Regions from separate parts of the Mus musculus genome. Here regions 1, 2, 3 and 5 are each linked to region 4. Evidence: chromatin contacts called from public HiChIP or PLAC-seq and promoter capture Hi-C data. All regions are on one chromosome and are shown on one strand. The core of a region is the stretch at or near the end of the contact, and the rest is flanking DNA. Distances in the headings are between cores, read along the strand shown. Region 1 overlaps Gm41290 (a long non-coding RNA gene). Region 2 has its middle 19 kb from the start of Gm38594. Region 3 has its middle 11 kb from the start of Gm38594. Region 4 holds the start of Rpl30 (ribosomal protein L30). Region 5 has its middle 18 kb from the start of Mtdh.

Region 1 (2,700 bases), core at 73-2,572, 410 kb after region 4:
CTTTGAACTCATGTATGGACATCCAGTCCTAACTCCTGGTCTTTCACCTAAATGCTCTCCCCTCCCAGACCATCTACTCACCCCATTACTTTGCCACCTCCGTTCTCTCCTTTGGAACTTTGCTGACCACCATCTACTGCAGTCATACACTGTCTCCTGTCCACTGCCTGTCAACATTGGAGACCAAGTCCTTCTATCTCCTCCATACCATCGGCCCTAACCCCTCTCTCCCAAATGACATGGCCCTTTTAAGGTAATCCTCGTGATGCCTACAGCTGCTAAACTCAAGAGAGTCTCTCATTGGGCCCACCTGTCTCACCTCAAACCTTTCATTCCTCCACCTAAAAATGACTCTTCCTCATATACATTGATGCCAACAGGACTGTGCTCTGTTAAGTTCTGGACGATGTTGAGACCATCACCTTGTCCCCAATCCCAGAAAATGAGATTCCACTCCGGCAGCCAAGCTCAACCTCAGTGTATTAGACATGGGTTTCTTGTCCTCCCCCTGCTCCTAATTTCCATCCAAGCCAGCCCTTACATCTGGAGATTGGAAGTCCAAGAAATCCCCACAGATAACGAACAGTCTTTCCAATTAGGGTCAGCAAACTGCTCCATAGCCGGATGCTGCCACACCAACTCCAGTGAAGTCTGCACGACAGGCCTAAAGGCTTGGAAGCAGTCCTGAGGCAAAGAGTTTCAGAGTAACTCAGACTCCTGGAACCGTGGCATGAATGCACCTGTCGCTGCGTTAGTCAGTGTATGGATCTGTGTGCTTTCTTTCAGTATTGTTTTATTATAGATGCTTCCAAGAAATGATTTTACTAATACCTAAATCAGGTTGAACTCTACTGCTGTCCTTCATCAATGTCCTAGGCAGTCCTTGAGCTGACCCTGGCCTTGGAATTTCATAAGAATGTTATTCATCCAGAAAAAAAAAATGCCCCAGTGTTGACAGTAATGAGGCATCTCAGTCTGTTGGTTAGGAGCTAGTATTCTCAGGGCTAGTTCAAAATAGTAAACTTAGAATTCTCATTACAGACATGAATGGCAGCCTACATTACATACTAGTAGAAAGAAGATGGATTGTGGTTTTAGGAGGAACTGAAGCATTGTATTATTATTATTTATTTTTTTCCCGAGACAGGGTTTCTCTGTGTAGCCCTGGCTGTCCTGGAACTCACTCTGTAGGCCAGGCTGGCCTCAAACTCAGAAATCCACTGCCTCTGCCTACCAAGTGCTGGGATTAAAGGCGTGCACCACCACGCCAGGCTGCATTGTATTATTCTTGAAAGGGTTGGTAGAACAGAATTCTCCTGGTCGGTGTTTTTCACTAGGCCCAGAGGAATAGCATAATTAGGTATTTACTAAGGGACACATGGTGGTGGGTTAACAATAGACTAGCATTGCATCAGACCTTTCACCTAGCTCCTGTGAATAGCTGACTTTACATAGGGCTGATCTTATCTCAAATGTAAACATTGCCTGGAATTGTGATTGGTTTTTTTGTATGCATTTTTTGTTTTGTGTCAGATAACTTCAGTATACCTTGGATGACCTTAATGTATCACTTAACTTCTTTGTTTTCTGTCATATATAACTCTGATGCTCACTTTTACAAATTACATTCAGATACAACATCTCCTTGTGTTCACATCTGTTTGTCACTTTTTGCTGCCTCCCTCCCCACATGTACTGGGACCCTGATTCTCCTGAGGATTGAGGGGCCGACTGAGGGCAGTCTGAGGCAGGATGCCAGGAACTGATCCAAATTGCTATCATTCCTGTATCTGTCTGTTATCCCACCTAAATATTATGATCTCTATACTTGCTTTCTCTTTGAACAGACAAGAGATTATTGTAGAAAATGGCCAGACAAATATGGGGGCTGCCTATATTGGTCTTGCCAGATACATATGCTAGGATTACGGACCAATCATTTCATCTATCAACATTGCAAGACCCTCCTTTTCTACATACAAGACCCATGGGATTCCAGGTGGGAGACAGGAGTTGTTTGTAAACTCTACTGTAAAAATCAGCCCAGGTCCCCCGTAAGTACCATCCATACCCAGAGAAAATATGTCTCAATTGCTCAACCCCTAGATATCAGAAAAGTAGGGGAGAGGATCAAAAACTCCTCTGAGGTCCTTACCTCTTTGACATCACCCCTTATATATAGCACTAACTTGTCATTTCTTCTTTTGCTTCAAACCTTGACCTTGGCCTACCAGCTCCTTAATGTCACCAGGCCTGGACGCTTTAAAGATTGCTGGCTGTGCGTACCCCCTAGAACTAACAATGATCACTTACAGCATCTCCTGTGATACTGCCAAGTAGCCTTACCTCATCCTCTGTCAGCTGCCCTGACTCCAATATTGCCATGACTCCATACCTTACCTCTATCTCTCTCTTTGGTGTGGCAAACTGTTTTAAGACCTCCGGGACTCATTCTATAGGAACGCTGAGATCCCTAGACTGCAATAGAACCATAACCCTCGATATCATCTCTGCCACAATGCCCTGCAGTCCAGAACACTTCAATTCTCTGTGGCACTCAGGCATATCATCGCCTCCCCTCCAGCTGGTCAGGAGTTTGCACGTTGGTATTCCTTTTCTCTGAACTGGGAGTAATCCAGGAAGATGAGCCCCTGCCAATCCCAGTTGTAGATATGATAGCTGCCCAACATAAGACGGCAG
Region 2 (2,700 bases), core at 169-2,668, 300 kb after region 4:
ATCTTAAAAAAAAAAAAAGAAAAGAAAGAAAGTACCTGGCAGTGGTGGCACATGCCTTTAATTCCAGCATTTAGGAGGCAGAGGCAGGCAGACTTTTGAGTTCAAAGCCAGCCTGGTCTACAAAGTGAGTTTCAGGACAGCCAGGACTACACAGAGAAACCCTGTCTCAAAACAAAACAAAACAAAGTAGAAAAAACCCAAAGCAAACCAAAAAAAAAAAAAACCAAAAAACCAAAAAGACCCAAAAAGAAAATTCACTTTCTATGCAAGCATGAGAACTGAGTTTGATACATTAAAATGGGGGAGGGAGGCTAAAGAGATGGCTACATGGTTAAGAGTACTTGTTGCTCGGCAGAGGACCTGGGTTTGACTTCTATTACCACATGCTGGCATGCATTCACCCCTAACTCCTACCCCAGGGATCTCATGCCCTTTTCTGGGCTTGTGAGAGTCCGACACGTGTACATATACACACATACAGACAAGACACTTACATATATACAAGTTTTTTTTTTTTAAAGTTTAATTTATATTTTGGTTGAGACAAGGTTTTTTTTTTTTATGTCTATGCTACAGTGTATCTCTCTCTGTTATTTATTGTGCATGTGTGCATGTGTATGTGTAACTGGAGACTGGCCTGAGACAAGGTTTTTCTGTGTTTGCCTTTCATTTTATTTTTTGAGACAGCGTCTCATTGACCTGGCACTTGGCCAGCAAGTCCTAGGGATACTCCGGTCTCTGCTTCCTCAGTGTTGGGATTAGTCTCAAAGTGCTGTGGCCAGCTTTGACATGGATTTTGGAGATTTAGACTGAGGTCTGTGTAGAAGCACTTTGCCCACTGAACCACCTTCCCACTTTTTTTTTAAAATTAACATAATGCATTTCTCACCCCTTCAAATGCAATATATAAGCGATGGTTTGAACACTGTCCTACCTCCATCTCCCAGTGCTGGGATTACAGGCATGTGCCTGTATCATGTTAGTATTATATAGGGGGAGGGAGGGAGGTAGAGATGATGCTCATCAGTCAAAAATGTCTGCTGCTTTCAGAAACAACCACATAGGGTGGCTCACAGCTGCCTATTACTCCAGCTATAGGAGATCTGGTTTCCTCTTCTGGCCTCTGAGTGTACCTATACACATGTGGCATATATACATGCACATAAATAAAAAATATGAAGTGTTATATTCTGAGGGGGTATCATGTTTGGTTGCCAGAGAGAGAAAATAAGAAAGCAGTACACAAATGTGTGTACTGGATGATGTCAGAAATTAGAACAAGAGAAAAGCAAAGACCCATTTAAGAGAAAAATATACAAAGAAACAACCTTGGATAGCAAACCACTGGAATGCAGGCAAGGAACGACTTCCAATGCTTGCCTATGCATGTCTACCTGGTGATGTGCCACCTGCAGGTTCCTGTTTGAAAAACAGCACTCAGGGCCTGACTTGAAGGAGAAACTGCTCATGGCCAAAGTGATCCCTCGTGGTGTTTCCAGATTTATTTCTAATGTTAAAGATTTTGTGTGTATGCGAACACACAGGCACACACAGGAGCTGGAATTGCAGGTGGTTGTGAGAGGCTTATCCTGGGTGCTGGGAACTTAACTCAGGTCTTCTGCAGAGCAGCATGCATTCTAAACCACTGAGTCATGTCTCTAGATTTCCTATATACGCCTCTTAAGCCTAACCTGTTGTTCCAAACAGATATCCAGGGCTTAATAGCAAAGACAAACCTGTCACAGACACTCCTCCAGTTCTTCCTCTTAATCAGTTACCTGTAACTATCTACTTGGAGACTTAAGAGATTTTGTTAGATGTGGGGATGGAGAGGGAGAGGGGAGCAGTAGCCTGGGCTACATGAGATATTGCTTCAAAATATCTTGCTTGGGAAGTCCTGAAGGAAGCCAATGGATCAGCTGGAGCTGGAGTCCTTGCAAATTGTGGGTCTCCCTGCCTGGGAACCAAATTCCAGTCCTCTGGAAGAGCTATAAGGGACCTTAACTGCTGAATGTTTGAACTTAGAATTTGGACTGATACATGGATTTGTCTCCCTTGCAGCAAGTCAGTGAGCTTGGTCCCATTTTATAGCTCTATATATAGTTATATATATTTAAAACTAGGCTTACAAATACAGTGAGTTATTTATGTGTTCAGGGAGTTCCCGGTTTATTGGTGTGTGTGAAATTCCTGTGAAGTCAACTCCCTACCATTCCTGTGGTGGTGGCAAAGAGAACTGAGGGCCTTGTGATTACCAGGCCAGCATCTTACCACTGAGCTAAATTCCAACTTCACACTGATTCCAGGACTGACCAGTAAGCATTGTATTAGAAAAGTCTGTCCCAGAGAAAGTCCGTATTCTCTCTTTACCTCTCCGAAAAGCAAGCCACCTGCCATTGTTTGCATTGGTTTATTTTTGGTTGTGTCACATCTTAATTTTTCTGTAGCTAAGTTGTTCCTGTCAAAAGTTAAATTAGATTTAGGGTTGTAGTTAGAATATATTTGCCTATATCCATGATATAGAAACCTACAAATTTTTTCTTTCATTTTTGTTTTCAGGCAGGACCTTACAGAGCCCATGTTGGCCTCAAAACCTCTCTATAGCTAAAGATGACCACAAACTCCCTTTGATATTTGTCAGATCTTCAATAATACACCTCATAGAACCTCACTTTAAGTGAGGCACTTGCTGCTCCCCTA
Region 3 (2,717 bases), core at 146-2,645, 270 kb after region 4:
ATGTCTCCATTATAATTATTGCATTCTATGGTCATTGCTCATACAGTTTTAGTGTTAAAAAAAAAAAAGAGTCTGGAGAGATGGTTCAGCAGTTAAAAATGCATAATACTTTTGGGGAGGACCTGAGTTTAGTTCCCAGTATTCACATTAGGCTGCTCACAGCTGCTTTTAACTCCAGCTCCAAGGACTCTGATACCCTCTTCTGGATTCCATGGGTACCTGCACTCACACATACACACACACATGCATGTATACACACATATACATACAAGAAAAAAATAATTAATAAAAAACTTTTAAAACAACTAAATAAAACTCATTAAACTATTTTCTAGAGTGGCTGTACTATTTTACACTCCTGAACAGCAAGGCTGTGTGGTTGGGGTGTAGTCCAGTTGGTTGAAGACTTGCCTGGCATGCAGGAGATGCTGGGTTCCACCCACCACATTGTATAACTTGTAGTGACACATGCTACAATCCCAGAACCTGTGAGCTGGAGGTAGAATTCCAGATAAGATGTTCAGGGTCATATCCAAATACATAGCAATTTCAAGACAGCAATTTTTGAGATACTATCTCAAAAATACAATGCATACATACATACATACATACATACATACATACATACATACATATGTACATACATACCAAAGACTTTCAAAATAAAAGTAACCTGAAAATAAGTCTAACTCCTGTTGAAAATTAAATGTTTTGTTAAAATTAATGTGCTTAAGATTAAAAGCTCCAGAATGTTGAAATCTGCTGAGGTGTAATAACCTATAAGCTCCACTTGGGGGCAGTTAACCTGGTCACTACCTGAAGCTTGAGCGAGTCACAAATACTTTGAAACAGTCATTGTCTCAAGCAGGCTTTGATAAGCTGGTAAAACTGAGGTGAGACCAGCAGGCTATCTCCCTATCTTAATTTGAGATTCTTTTTTATTTTTAAAGTAATCAATATTTTTCACACTGAAACAGTGCTGTTGACTCTTCTTATTTTAAACCCTAAATTCTTTTCAACGATCCAATGAAAATCAGTATTAAAGCGGCTAGAGCAATTTGTTGCTCTTACAGGGGAGCAGGTACCACCAACACAGTGCACACAGAGACTCGCAGGCAAGACATCCATACACACAGAATAAAAATAAATCTTTCCTAAGGGACTGGGTGGCTGTGGGCGACAAGTGGTGTCCCACGGTTGGCCCACCACAGGGCTAGGGCTCAGGGTCCTCAGCACCGCAGATGCTGCTGCTGGATGCCTCGGAAGAGCTGAGAACGAAGTGAGGCCCGTGAGCCGATTCTAGCCCAGGACTGAAGGGAAAGGGCAGAAGGAGAGCTCCGCCTGGTTCTCTCGGGGAGAAGTGTCCTGTGCTTGGTTCGACAGCAGCTTGCTTGATGGAGATTGGCTGAGAATGCAGAGAGGCTTCCGGCTCCATTGTTCCCCACAGTGGGTCTCGATGAGTAGAGGAAGTCCACAGTTTTAAGGCGTCTATTGGCATGCCGGAGAGTTGTGTTGAGTGAAACCTCACCCCACTTTCTCAGGGCAGGCCTAAGATTAAATACCTTTTGCAGGGAGGAGTGTCTGGGAAGGAAAGCTTAATTGGCTAAGCCCTTCAGGCCTTTAGGTATCTCACTACAGTGGAGATCTGTCTTGAGGCTACATGACCTGTGGTCATGTCCTCTACCTGTGGAGGGGCTGGGGCATTGCCCTACTTGACTTATGGAGAGCTGAGGCCTTGTGTCAGGAGCCTGGTGTCTAGGAGTGTGCAGGCAAACACTTTCCATCCCTTGCAGTTATCTGCTGAGTCTCCAGGGTTTAAACCTAGCTTGACCAGAAAACAGGCTGCCTTTCACAGTCCCACAGGTGGCAGTGACACACACCTTTGATTCCAGCACTTGGGAGGCAAAGGGAGGTGGATGTCTTGAGTTCAAGGCCAGCTTGGTCTACAGAGTAAGTTCCAGCATTCAGGTCTACATAGAGAAACCTTGTTTGGAAAAACAAAACAAGAACAACAAAAAAGAAATCAGTATTGGGCAGTGGCTCACACCTTTAATCCCAGCACTCCAGAAGCAGGGGCTGGTGGATGCCTGTGAGTTCCAGGATGGCCTAGTCTACATAGTAAATTTCAGGGCAGCCAGGGCTGTGTAGAGGACTCTGTCTCAAAAAAGAAAGAAAGAGAGAGAGAGAGAGAGAGAGAGAGAGAGAGAGAGAGAGAGAGAGAGAGAGAGGGAGAGGGAGAGGGAGAGGGAGAGGGAGGAAGGGAGAGAGAGAGAGAGAGAGGAGAAAATAACAATAATAGTAATAAAAAGAGCCTTATGTTAAGGGGGTCACTGCAGTGTTGTACAGGGAAGCAAACTGCAGGAAGAGATAGAAAAACTCAGATTTGGTTTTCAATTTTCAAGATTTTCTTCAACCTGGATAAGACTTCAGGAAGTCTAATAACAGGTGGTTTGTTCCCAATGTATTTCAGCTCGGTGTAATTTGAAGAAAGAAAGAAAGAAAGAAAGAAAGAAAGAAAGAAAGAAAGAAAGAAAGAAAGAAAGAAAGAAAGAAAGAAAGAAAGAAAGAAAGACTGTCCTGGTACAATATAATCCCTGGTGCACAGAGAAGTGTAATTACATTAAAACTCAGTTCAAGGTAGTGTCATTTCTTCAAAGAAAATGGTTTCTAGACCTATGCTCCTGTGGGCCCGAGAGTCTGGCCGGGTCATATGTAAC
Region 4 (2,700 bases), core at 47-2,546:
AATATGTTTTAGTTTCCGTTTTTTTTCTTTTTCCAAAAGATCAACTCACAGAGATTGCCAGCTCCGGGTGGGATTATAGGTATAGATCATCTCGACCCGCATGACTCATGGATGTTTTTAAAGTTATTTTAATTAAGGGGAGGCAGGGTTGTTCTTCCCTTTCCTAACCTCCAGGGCAAAGTAACTCACCATACAGCTTACCTACTACCCTGGGTTTCCTTTTTCATGCTTATATAAATTTGGTGGCACAGGTGCTTGTGCAGTTGGGCAGAGGTCACAGGTCAACTTCTGGGTACTTACTCGGTAGTTGTCCACCTTATTTTTCACAAGATCTTTGAGACCTGGAGCTGACAGGTTAGACTAGGTTGGCTGGCTAGCCAGCCTTGGGGAATCTGTTCCACAAATGGAGTTACAAGTGTGCACAACCATGCCAGACTTTTGGGGGCTGGGGATTGACAGAGAGGTTTAGGCATAAAATGCAGGTCCCCACGCTTGCAAGGCAAGCACACTTTACTGACTGAACAATCTCAACAGCCCTGGGTTTTCGTTGGTGCTAGTGCGTAAATAGTAGAGGCTTTCAAGGTTTTTTTTTTTTTTCCTTGAATGCTACATTTATACAACGGCCCAAGTTTCGTAGCAAAATGATTTTTTAAATTATTCGTATTGCGACTATTTCTTTACTTCTGTATACGTATGTGAGCATTCAAGCGCAGGCCAAAGAAAAACCTGCTGGACTTGGCGCTCCCCTCCCACCACGTGGGTTTGGAACTCATTCGTCTACTTAGCGACAAGCGCATTTACCCGTCAGCCACTTCACCAGGTTTTTTTTTTTTTTTTTTCAATTGTGGTCCCTGTGCAAAGTAGGCTCCCAAGTACACGGTATAAAACCGCCGCAAAAGGGGTGTGTGTCCTACGGAGCGGCAAACAGGAAGATCAGCGGCGGGTGGACAGAGATGCCTCCGCTCCTGGTGAGCAGTCACGGGGTAAACCGGCGGCCCGGGGTCCTTCCGGAGCACGCCCAAGACAACGTCAGGCGGAGACCAGCCCAGGAGAGGCCAGGTCGCTGCCGCCTCGCCACGGAGCCCTGGGCCTCGTCGTCAGCTCCCATCGAGCTCCGGCTCTCCGCGGTGTCAGCCCGCTGCAGCAGAACAAACGCCCAGAACCGAAGGCCGGAGCCCAGACGCCGCAGCAGCCCAGCCTGCGTTGTAACCCGGTCCCCATAGCAACCAACTACCGCAGACTACTCTCGCAAGCGCTGTTCTGCTTGTGACCCGGACCGGCTTCTCTTCCGCTTCCGGTCCCACAATCCTCTGTCGGCCTAGAAGAGCTTTGCATTGTGGGAGCTCCTTCCTTTCTCGCTCCCCGGCCATCTTGGCGGCTGGTGTTGGTGAGTGAGCTCTGCGGGGTAAACGATTAGGCGGCTCGGGGAGCTCCGCTAGCTGGTGTTTGACGCTCTGGATTATAATCCTCTCTTCTGTCCTCTGTGTATGCTAGGTTGGGGGTTGTCCCGCACCTAAGGCAGGAAGATGGTGGCCGCAAAGAAGACGGTGAGTGAAGCCGATCGGGCCCGGAAGCCGGTTCACGTGGAGAGCTGGGTCGGGCCGGGGCGGATAGATTTGAGCACACTGGGTGGACGACTTGTCGCTGACGTTTCAGGGTCTCAAAGTGAATCCGAGAGGCTCTTTGTATGGTCTCAGACATCATGAAAGGGTTCAGTTCCAGAAATCTGGAACTGAGTTTGGTTTTAGATGACTGCAAGTGGTGTTCAAGTCTCAAACGTTTGCATTGTAGAAAAAGTCTCTGGAGTCGATCAACTCTAGGCTCCAACTTGTTATGAAAAGTGGGAAGTACGTGCTGGGCTACAAGCAGACTCTGAAGATGATCAGACAAGGCAAAGCGAAGTTGGTTATCCTTGCCAACAACTGTCCAGCTTTGAGGTAATGGAGGGAACCTGGATGTGTGCAGCCTATTGTAAATTCACTGTGCAGTATCCAGCATTGGGAAGAAGAATAATGATGGTTGCTTTCTGATGTTTGGACCTTGCTTTGTGTGTGTTTTTTGTAAATGTACCTTTGAGGCACGTTGTGTGACAGGAGGTATACAAATGATACACGCAGACTGGGGGAAGCCCGATCCCGAATTTTTCAAGGTTTGAAGTGTTAACACTCCGCTTCATGTGCCTGTTTTAGTTTAGAAAAATTCTGGCTGGATTATGGAGGTGATGGTATCATGAAATCACCTATTTGGCAGGGTCCAATTTTCTGAACACGTTCATTCTTGATTAACTATTTTAACTCGAACCTAACAAGTATTTTAAGTAAGCTGAAGAAGCTTGTGTAGTATACGCTCCTTGATTTTTCTATGGCAATTGTACACCTCTTCAGCCTTTTATGTAGGTGTCTATACTTAGTGGCAGAGTTTGGAATGTTTGGTCTTATTTTAAACCTTTGCCAGTCGATTCATAGTGGCAGCGTAGACATTCATTACTAAATTACAAGCTCAGACTCAGTGGGTCCAGGCTGGAGCTTCAAGTTCATTTCTCATAAGCACTTTGGAGCACTGTTGGTATGTGGGGCCACATTCTAAGCTCAAGGTTCTGTGGAACTTTCAAATCTTAACAATTTGTATCCTTTAACTTGGCACTGAAGTATTTATTTTTTGGGTAATATTATCAGCAGCCCTTATGTAGTATTCACTGTA
Region 5 (2,700 bases), core at 67-2,566, 380 kb after region 4:
CTTTTTGAATGAAGAACCCCTTATAATTTGGAGCTTAACTGTAGACAAAGCTAGCTCTTCCTGCCTAGTACTGATTGAGTAGTTGATAGAAGAGAAAGCTAGACCTAAAGTACCAACAGGGGCTGTTCTTACACCAATACCAGACAAAATCATACTGCATTTGGGGTGGCTTAACCAACATCAATTTATTATCCTCACATTTCTGGGGTTGGAAAGTCTAATGTCAAGGTGCTGCTAAGGTGAGTTTTTCCCCCAGGCCTCTTTCTTGAGGTCATAGGTGGCCTCCTCCCTCATATGTTTTCACATGACCTTTTGTTGTTGTTGGTCTCACAGGACCTGGTGTGTATGCTGGGGGCAATTTTGAGAGCTCTTTCTGTGTTTGTTTTTTTGAGACAGGGTTTCTCTGTGTAGTTTCAGCAGTCCTATAACTCCTCTGTAGACCAGGTTGGTCTTGAACTCAGAGATTCTCCTGCTTTTACCTCCCAGGCACTGGGGCTAAAGGCTTGTGCCACCGTGCCCTCTCCTTATAAAGAGACCAGTTAGACCAGTTGTCAGGTTAGAGCTCTACCTTTATGGTGCCATTCCATCTTAACTACTTTCTTTAAGGCTTTATCACCACGCTAAGGGCTTCAGCATGTGAGTTTGGTGGTAGAGGTGGAAGGTACGTAATATCTGGGATTATTCTAGATTCTTTCTCAACAGGGATGTAGTATAGTTGGTGTGCTGCTTACCTGACCCTGCCGTCTGTGGCACTGCCAACCTTGTTACTAAATAGTACTTGTTACCAAAGATATTTGTTGATGAAACGAATTAATGACTCCAATTGGAAGTAAAGTGGAGAGGAAGCTGTTTCTGGGTCTGAAACATGAGTTAGCACATGCCTAAATTTAATGGTGGAAGGAAAGAAGAGAAAGGGTGACAATGAGTGACCATGAGTAGTGAGATAATAGGAAAGAAAACATTGTGGAAGGCTAATGTGACCGAGCAACATGATAACTGTTCATTAGTGAAAAATTGTGGAGTTGAACCAAGCTAGCTATCACTACCAAACTAGCTATCATTACCAAATTAGTTATTACTACCAAACTAATTATCACTACCAAAACTAGTTATCACCACCAAAGCTAGTTATCACTACCAAAACTAGTTGTCATTACTAAAGTAGTTATCACTACCAAAACTAGTTATGACTACCAAAGCTAGTTATCACTACCAACTTTTATTCTGAAACAAAGTGACTCTTAGGACATTTATAATTGTGAAATTGAAACTCCTCGTAGCTACTTCCAGGTGTTTCCTGAGAGTTATTTGAAGACTTGTGATTTCTATCTCAGATATGTTCAGGGTTGTTATTTTCTTATCATTCCCCCCCAGCTTTTGTAGCCTAAAGGCAATTATGAGAATTGGATACACATTTCTCTTGAACTGATAGCTTTTCTCTTCTCTTCTCTTCTCTTCTCTTCTCTTCTCTTCTCTTCTCTTCTCTTCTCTTCTCTTCTCTTCTCTTCTCTTCTCTTCTCTTCTCTCCTCTTCTCTTTTCTTTTTTTCTTTTTTTTGGTTTTTCGAGACAGGGTTTCTCTGTGTAGTCCTGGCTGTCCTGGAACTCACTTTGTAGACCAGGCTGGCCTCGAACTCAGAAATCTGCCTGCCTCTGCCTCCCAAGTGCTGGGATTAAAGGTGTGCGCCACCACGCCTGGTTAGAATTTCTTTTATTTGTGATCACCAATGCAGAAATAGAAATGTGGTCACCTCAGGCATCATCCTGCTAGGCACTAAAAGATCTTCACTTAAAAATTACTTCTTGGGGGCTAGAGAGATGGCTCAGTGGTTAAGAGAGCTGACTGCTCTTCCAGAGGACCCAAATTCAATTCCCAGCAACCACATGGCAGCTCACAACCATCTGTAATAGGATCTGATGCTCTCTTCTGGTGTGTCTGAGACAGCTACACTTTACTCATATACATAAAATAAATAAATCTTAAAAAAAAATCTCTCTTGGACATAGAGCACAGTTGGTAAAGTACTTGCCTAGCTTAAATGAGGTTCTGAGTACCTTTCCCTAGCACTAGTGTCAACTGGGTGGGCTGTTGTGTGCTTGTAGTTCCAGGGCTTAGGAAGTAGATACAAGAAGATCATAGGTTCAAAAACACCACTGACACAGAAGTAGTTTGAATTCAGCCAGCGCTAGATACTTTGTCTTAAAAACAAAAATTCCTTACTTCTTGTTTATTTTTTTGCCTTTATAATTCTATAAGAAAAGACTCAGTTTTCTTTTCTAGTTCCCTAGTAGAATTATTTATGAATGGAAAATTGTATCTAGTGGCAAAGTACTTTCTGAAAGAGCTCACACTCATCACAATTCTAGTTTATATCAAAGACTTTCCAAATATGTTCATTCTCCATCTGGACAAACTATTCTTAGCCTGCTTTAAAACTGAAGCTTACAAGACTGTTAAATATAGATTCAGAGTAATTGGACTACGCTGACGGTTAGGATTTAGCCCTAGGAAATCACTTGTTTATTGTGGATACCTGAAATGTTTTCTAGTTTAAGGAAGCTGATGCACAAGGCCCAGAAAGAAATTCAGTGTCCTGCACATTCCTTTAACACACTGTCCAGACTTTCCTTGCTATGGGCAGCATTTTGCATACCCTGGAATATGGTTATTTGCTGCACTTGGACTTTCATAGCCAATGACT

What was found. Promoter capture Hi-C pulls out the DNA fragments that hold promoters and counts their contacts. HiChIP or PLAC-seq counts read pairs in DNA pulled down with a chosen protein or histone mark.
Region 1: a contact with region 4 is called in an H3K27ac HiChIP or PLAC-seq map of differentiating embryonic stem cells, with 3 times the contacts expected there. The contact joins the enhancer-like site here to the promoter of Rpl30 in region 4. A contact is called at or near these places in 15 of 39 promoter capture datasets (the 3T3-L1 cell line, 3T3-L1-derived adipocytes, the C10 cell line and 10 more), 11 of 484 Hi-C or Micro-C datasets (the AML12 cell line, the Ba/F3 cell line, CD4 T cells and 8 more), 13 of 115 datasets of contacts at active chromatin or transcription factors (the 230-238 cell line, the SCID.adh cell line, astrocytes and 10 more) and 5 of 9 other capture datasets (adipose tissue, embryonic stem cells, liver and 2 more).
Region 2: a contact with region 4 is called in an H3K4me3 HiChIP or PLAC-seq map of embryonic stem cells, with 12 read pairs. The contact joins the enhancer-like site here to the promoter of Rpl30 in region 4. A contact is called at or near these places in 18 of 39 promoter capture datasets (the 3T3-L1 cell line, 3T3-L1-derived adipocytes, the C10 cell line and 12 more), 1 of 15 datasets of contacts at CTCF or cohesin (the NIH/3T3 cell line), 21 of 484 Hi-C or Micro-C datasets (the AML12 cell line, the AtT-20 cell line, the C2C12 cell line and 16 more), 18 of 115 datasets of contacts at active chromatin or transcription factors (the 230-238 cell line, DN3 thymocytes, the SCID.adh cell line and 10 more) and 4 of 9 other capture datasets (adipose tissue, embryonic stem cells, liver and 1 more).
Region 3: a contact with region 4 is called in an H3K27ac HiChIP or PLAC-seq map of embryonic stem cells, with 2.5 times the contacts expected there. The contact joins the enhancer-like site here to the promoter of Rpl30 in region 4. A contact is called at or near these places in 14 of 39 promoter capture datasets (the 3T3-L1 cell line, 3T3-L1-derived adipocytes, the C10 cell line and 8 more), 4 of 484 Hi-C or Micro-C datasets (embryonic stem cells and liver), 12 of 115 datasets of contacts at active chromatin or transcription factors (the SCID.adh cell line, SST interneurons, acute myeloid leukemia and 4 more) and 2 of 9 other capture datasets (adipose tissue and embryonic stem cells).
Region 5: a promoter capture Hi-C map of the HPC-7 cell line shows a contact between it and region 4. The contact joins the enhancer-like site here to the promoter of Rpl30 in region 4. A contact is called at or near these places in 15 of 39 promoter capture datasets (the C10 cell line, the HPC-7 cell line, the SN4741 cell line and 10 more), 4 of 484 Hi-C or Micro-C datasets (embryonic stem cells, muscle stem cells, natural killer cells and 1 more), 20 of 115 datasets of contacts at active chromatin or transcription factors (the 230-238 cell line, DN3 thymocytes, the SCID.adh cell line and 12 more) and 3 of 9 other capture datasets (adipose tissue, liver and pancreatic islet).

The regions. Positions count from the first base shown.
Region 1 is chr15:34,028,208-34,030,907 of GRCm38.p6, reverse strand. The region is part of intron 1 of Gm41290 (a long non-coding RNA gene); the gene reads left to right. Among named protein-coding and RNA genes, the nearest start is that of Gm41290, 8.2 kb to the left of the region's middle. Within about 2 kb of position 1,322, at least 11 of the 459 cell types and tissues checked have an H3K27ac peak or open chromatin away from gene starts, as enhancers often do. A contact at or near this core is called in differentiating embryonic stem cells, extraembryonic endoderm stem cells, stem cell-derived epiblast-like cells and 1 more, where this site is marked.
Region 2 is chr15:34,146,124-34,148,823 of GRCm38.p6, reverse strand. No RefSeq gene overlaps it. Among named protein-coding and RNA genes, the nearest start is that of Gm38594, 19 kb to the left of the region's middle. Within about 2 kb of position 1,418, at least 12 of the 459 cell types and tissues checked have an H3K27ac peak or open chromatin away from gene starts, as enhancers often do. A contact at or near this core is called in embryonic stem cells, where this site is marked.
Region 3 is chr15:34,175,734-34,178,450 of GRCm38.p6, reverse strand. No RefSeq gene overlaps it. Among named protein-coding and RNA genes, the nearest start is that of Gm38594, 11 kb to the right of the region's middle. Within about 2 kb of position 1,395, at least 16 of the 459 cell types and tissues checked have an H3K27ac peak or open chromatin away from gene starts, as enhancers often do. A contact at or near this core is called in embryonic stem cells, where this site is marked.
Region 4 is chr15:34,441,872-34,444,571 of GRCm38.p6, reverse strand. It overlaps Rpl30 (ribosomal protein L30), which reads left to right and starts at 1,296. Exons shown (of 5, transcript NM_001163485.1): 1 at 1,296-1,387; 2 at 1,495-1,547; 3 at 1,792-1,937. The coding sequence starts at 1,527.
Region 5 is chr15:34,063,252-34,065,951 of GRCm38.p6, reverse strand. No RefSeq gene overlaps it. Among named protein-coding and RNA genes, the nearest start is that of Mtdh, 18 kb to the left of the region's middle. Within about 2 kb of position 1,316, at least 17 of the 459 cell types and tissues checked have an H3K27ac peak or open chromatin away from gene starts, as enhancers often do. A contact at or near this core is called in the HPC-7 cell line, the SCID.adh cell line and hematopoietic stem and progenitor cells, where this site is marked.